Linked DNA regions of Sus scrofa: region 1 is linked to region 2. A link is a contact called in public HiChIP or PLAC-seq data. All regions are on one chromosome and are shown on one strand. The core of a region is the stretch at or near the end of the contact, and the rest is flanking DNA. Distances in the headings are between cores, read along the strand shown.

Evidence for each region. HiChIP or PLAC-seq counts read pairs in DNA pulled down with a chosen protein or histone mark.
Region 1: an H3K27ac HiChIP or PLAC-seq map of alveolar macrophages shows a contact between it and region 2. The contact joins two enhancer-like sites. A contact is called at or near these places in 2 of 47 Hi-C or Micro-C datasets (embryonic fibroblasts and epiblast stem cells) and 1 of 2 datasets of contacts at active chromatin or transcription factors (alveolar macrophages).

The regions. Positions count from the first base shown.
Region 1 is chr15:20,148,275-20,151,150 of Sscrofa11.1, forward strand. The region is part of intron 8 of ACTR3 (ARP3 actin related protein 3 homolog); the gene reads left to right. Among named protein-coding and RNA genes, the nearest start is that of ACTR3, 45 kb to the left of the region's middle. Within about 2 kb of position 1,512, at least 2 of the 83 cell types and tissues checked have an H3K27ac peak or open chromatin away from gene starts, as enhancers often do. A contact at or near this core is called in alveolar macrophages, where this site is marked.
Region 2 is chr15:19,957,504-19,960,212 of Sscrofa11.1, forward strand. All of the region lies in intron 7 of SLC35F5 (solute carrier family 35 member F5), which reads right to left. Among named protein-coding and RNA genes, the nearest start is that of SLC35F5, 13 kb to the right of the region's middle. Within about 2 kb of position 1,453, at least 2 of the 83 cell types and tissues checked have an H3K27ac peak or open chromatin away from gene starts, as enhancers often do. A contact at or near this core is called in alveolar macrophages, where this site is marked.

The DNA.
Region 1 (2,876 bases), core at 262-2,761, 190 kb after region 2:
AATAGGCTAAACAGTTACTAATTTTCATACATTTAGAAAAATGAAACTTATGTCTCTTTAGTATTTATGGCTTATTTGGAGGCATGGAAGGAGGGGAGCCCTTGATATTCATGGTTATTTAAGTAAAATATTTTGGGACTTGTTTTAGAACTCTCCCCTCCTCCCATATAAAGTGACCATTACACAAAAATCCTTCAGTTGACTATCATAAAATATTTAATTATTAATCAGATAGTCATCTTTCTTTATGAAATGTTAACAACATACAAGCTGTATGAAATTAATGAAATATGTGCTTTTAATAATGAAAGATTCTTCTAGTAATTAAGTATAAGAAATTTTAACTTTATTGGTAGAACTGCTAACATTAAATGCCTGTTCTGCTTATTCAACATTAAGAATATTTTTTAATGTGGTTTATTCACTCAGCAAATAGTGACTGCAGTGATCATGAGCTAAATTTAAGCATTGAGTATTTTAAAAAGAAAAACTATTTATCTTGCTCTTATCAAGCTCAAAGAATAAGAGTGATGAATATCTAAAAAAGGTATAGTTGCTTATTGAATGTATGTATGGTGAGGGCATAGCAAGAAAGAGCATCTAAGTCTGCTTGGAAGCATCAGGGAAACTTCTTTGATGAGATAAGAGTTGAACTGTTGGATGAATGGGTATATGTCAGGCAGCCATGTTAAGGAAATATATTTCTGACACACACACACACACACACACACACACACACACAGTGGGTAGAGGGGTCTGGGGTGTAAGAGAACTAGATAATAAAAGTATAAAGGGAGTTCCCATTGTGAGTCAGTGGGTTAAGAACCTGACTAGTATCCATGAGGATTCAGATTGGATCCCTGGTCTCGCTCAGTGGGTTAAGGAGCTGGCGCTGCTGCGAGCTGAGGCATAGGTCGCAGATACAGCCCAGATCTGGCATTGCCATTGCTGTGGAGCTGCAGCTCCACTTGGACCCCCTAGCCTGGGAACCTCCATATGCCACAGGTGTGGCCCTAAAAAACGAAAAAAATAAATAAAAGTGTAAAGGAAGAGATCGATAGGAGATGGATTCAGATAGATGTCCTCGAGGAACTAACACGCTGTGCAAAGGAGTTTACTGGATTCTGTGCTTGTGCAGAAATGTTGAGCATGAAAATGACAAAGATTTAAAAAAAAAAAAAAAGGAATTCCCATCAAGGTGCAGCAGAAACAAATCCGACTAGGAACCATGAGGTTGTGGGTTTGATCCCTGGCCTCACTCAGTGGGTTAAGGGTCCTGCGTTGCTGTGGCTGTGGTGTAGGCTGGCAGCTGTAGTTCTGATTCACCCCCCTAGGCTGGGAACCTCCTTATGCCTCGAGTGGGCCCTGAAAAGCAAAAAAAAAAAGAAAATGACAAAGATTTATGTATGGTATAATAAAGGTCAGCCTGGTTGCACTGGGTTGGATAGATAGGAACAGAAGTATAAATTGTATTGGAAACAGTTGAGTTCATTGCCATGTTGTAGATGAAAGAGTCAGTAGGTCAGTGAAAATGAGGAAGTAGATGAGAGAAGGAACAGGATCAACATGACTTACCAATTGCTTAGATATGAGGGGAGAAGAATATGAAAAATCTGTGATGATTCCCAGGTTTGTAACTTGAGCAACTGGGTTTGTCATCACTGAAATCAGGAAAACCGCAGGGAAAGAATAGGCAAGGTAAGAAGAGATGAATTTACTATACATCTTCAAAAAGTTTTGAAAATGAACTCTTGGATTCTAAGGGTTTTAAACTGGGGCATGTATCCTGTAGTGAGGGTAGTTGTAAAGTCATCACCATATATAAAGGAAGAGATTGGCCAGGGAGAGAATGTAGAGTGAAAAGTAGGGGAAGACTGGAGCCCTAGTGAACAGTAACACTTTGTGGACAGGCAGAGTAAGAGGGGCCTGCAAAGGATACTGAAGAGTATGGAAAGGAAGAAGCTAAGCGAAGGGATGTGGTGCTAACATTGAGAGAAGTGAATGTTTTCAAGGAGGGAGATTAAATGGCCCTAGTTGCTATAGTGAAGTGATGAAAGAAATTCGAGGAACACCCATAGTGGGGTCTTTAGCATCAAGATTAATGGTGATCCTAGGGGAGCAATTTCAGTGGAATGAAACAGGCAGTTTTGGAATGAAACATTCAGTGGAATGCAACAGGCAGCTTGTTGCATCAGTGAGGTAAAGGTTTGGGAATTGATAATGTGGGCATACCGGGAGGTGGCTCTAAAAGAAAAGTATAGTGGCTACTGGGAACTGGTAAGAAGTGAATTGCAGGAAGACTGAGGTTAGTTTTATTTTTAATAGGGGTTGTTCCAGGGACAGAAGTAAGGAGTTAAACATCGGTACAGGAAAATGTGGAGCTGGGAAGGGTAGAGGCAGATAGCTTAGGAGGTTCATCATCATAGTTCATAGCTTTAGTTTTGTTTTTTGTTTTTTATGAAGTGGACTCAAGCTGCTCTGTTGTGAGAAGGTATTGGATACAAGGATGAAGACCAGGAGAAAATAGTGACTTTAATTGCTATTGAGGAGAATTGAGACAGTGACTGTATTACTAGTAGTGAAGCACCACCGAAGTATGATTATAGTCATACAGTGGTGTTTTTCCCTCCAGGCTGTTGTGGGAAAGGAGCAAAGAGCTTTGCCAAGGTGGAGGTTAAAGTGTGTTGCAGCATAGAAAAGAGAAGGGAATCTGGAAGGCTGAATTGCTTAGAGAATAGTGAGGGATATCGGCAGGGATTGGAGGTCGTGATGAATTTGCATATAGATTCAAGTGGGAAGCAAAGGAGTGAGCACCAGAAGGATAGGGCATTGTTGTCTGACAAGTATACAGGAGTTTTAAGATTTTAGCACATTTT
Region 2 (2,709 bases), core at 203-2,702:
TTCACACCCAAGGCAGCCTCATCTCAAAAGAAGATCCGTCCCAATTACCCTCCAATAAAAACGATCTTTAAAATGCTGCCTTTCATTGTTCCAAAGTTGAAGACAACCACTTACTAATAGTTAAGCTATCATAAATAACTTATATAATACTTTATTATTTACTGAGAGGTAATTCATTTTGAAATTATCACAAAAGGTATTCTGTGTAAAGACTATATGACCTAAATTGTATTTGAAAGAAAAAAATTAAAGTACCATAAGCCCAAAGGAGATAAAACAATTAAGGAAGGACTGGTAAAGACAGTAATCATTAACTCCTTTTGACTGGCACTGTCCAGTACATTAGCCACCAGCTGCATTGACTACTAAGCAACTGAAATGTAGCTAATCTGAAGTGAAATGTTTAGAAATTGAAATAAAAGCCGAAATTAAGGGAAATAGAAAGAGAAATTGAAATTCAAAATGTTAAAAAAAACAGAAATGTTCAGAAGGTGTTAGTACAAAAAAAAGAATGTAAACTATCTCATCGACGATTTTTATATCGATATGCTGAAGTGTTTATATAGTTGGTTAAATAAAAATATAATATTAAAATTAATGTTACTTGTTTCACTTTTTTTAATGTGGCTACTAAAAAGTTTAAAAATATGTATGTGACCTGCATTTGAGGCTCTCATTATATTTCTAGTGAACAACACTGCTCTAGACCTTATCTAAGTTAATCATTTTATTGTCAGATTTCTTAAAAGATACATTCCTGGAATAATATATTATTCTGACTTTCTAGAGAAATGCCTTTACTAAAGATTAAAATACTTCTCTTCTCTTGTAACATAAGGTTGATTTTTCAAAAAAAAGACTATTAAAGGTGGAAGCAACCCAAGTGTACGTCAATGGATGAATGAATAAACAAAATGTGGTATATACATGCAATGGAACATTACGCAGCCTTAAAAAGGAAAAAACCTGTGACAACATACTACAAAGATGAACCCTGAAGACACTATGTTAAGTGAAATAATCCAGTCACAAAAGGAAAAATACTATATGAATCCATTCATATGAGGTTCTCAGAGCAGTCAAATTCATAGAGACAGAAAGTAAAACAGTGGCTGTCAGGGGCTGTCAGTGGGAAAAGGAAGTTATCATTTAAGTTATAGAGTTTCAGTTTTGCAAGATGAAAAAACTGCTGATGGATGATGGTGATGGTTGCAAAACAATGTGAATGTATTTAATGCCACTGGCACACTTATAAACAGCTAAAATAGTAAATTTTATGGTATAAAGATTCTACCACAAATTTTCCAAAAGGCTATTATTACTACCAGTAAACTGCTATCCAGAATAGTGCCTTAATACAAAAGAACGTATGAAATACATTCTCTCAAGAGTTTTGAGTTAGGAAAAGTTTATTTTATCACTATAAGAGAGATACTTCCTTTTAACAGACAAGCTGTTTAACTCAGGAAGTTTCCCTTTTTTTCTTCCTGCCAATATGCCAAGAGATGAACTGTGTGCTTTCTTTAAATAGCTTTCTTTCTTTAAGTGGAGGTTTCTGATACAATCAATCCATTCCAGTCAGTATGTCCCCTATATAGACATTACCTGTTTAATTTAGCTCTTATCTTTCCCCTCCTTTTTAAACTTCTACTATATAGATCCTTTTATTGTGTTTCACCTCAAGTCTCCTTTAAAAATTAGGAGATATTGGAGTTCCCGTCGCGGCGCAGTGGTTAACGAATCTGACTAGGAACCATGAGGTTGCGGGTTCAGTCCCTGCCCTTGCTCAGTGGGTTAACGATCCAGCGTTGCCGTGAGCTGTGGTGTAGGCTGCAGACGCAGCTCAGATCCCGAGTTGCTATGGCTCTGGCGTAGGCCAGTGGCTATGGCTCCGATTAGACCCCTAGCCTGGGAATCTCCATATGCCGCAGGAGCGGCCCAAGAAATAGCAAAAAGACAAAAAAATAAAAAATAAAAATAAATAAAAATAAAAATTAGGAGATAGGGAGTTCCTGTCATGGGTCAGTGGTTAACAAATCTGACTAGGAACCATGAGGTTACAGGTTCAATCCCTAGCCTCTCTCAGTGGGTTAAGGATCTGGCATTGCCATGAGCTGTGGTGTAGGTCGCAGATGCGGCTCAGGTCTGGAGTTGCTGTGGCTCTGGCATAGGCCAGCGGCTACAGCTCTGATTAGACCCCTAGCCTGGGAACCTCCATATGCCGAGGGAGCAGTCCTAGAAAAGACAAAAAAAAAAAAAAGGCACTGAAATTCATTTTTAAAATTGTAAATCAGAGTTTTCACTAACTCAGACAAGTCATCTACTCCCAGATTAGCCCAAAATAATATTTTCTTTGCTGTATAAATAATCTATGTGAAACATAAAGCACATTTTAGTTCTTTAGTAAAGTAACTGAGAAGCTATAAACAGTATTTTAAGGAATTCTGAAAAAACGTTTACACTGAGTACTTGTAAATATTTGACATTTATATGAATTCAATATAAAACTGCAAGAGCATTTATTTGAAGAAATCAATGCAATCAATGAAAACTCTTATCTGGATATTTATTAGCACTTGTATATATCATAGCATAAAATAACTCTATTAATTATTCTGACCATGAGGCAATGCCAAATTCTAAATATGTATGAGGAGTTGTAGTATTTCCCGAATTCCTTTAGCTGTGACTAGTATTTATTAACTTTAA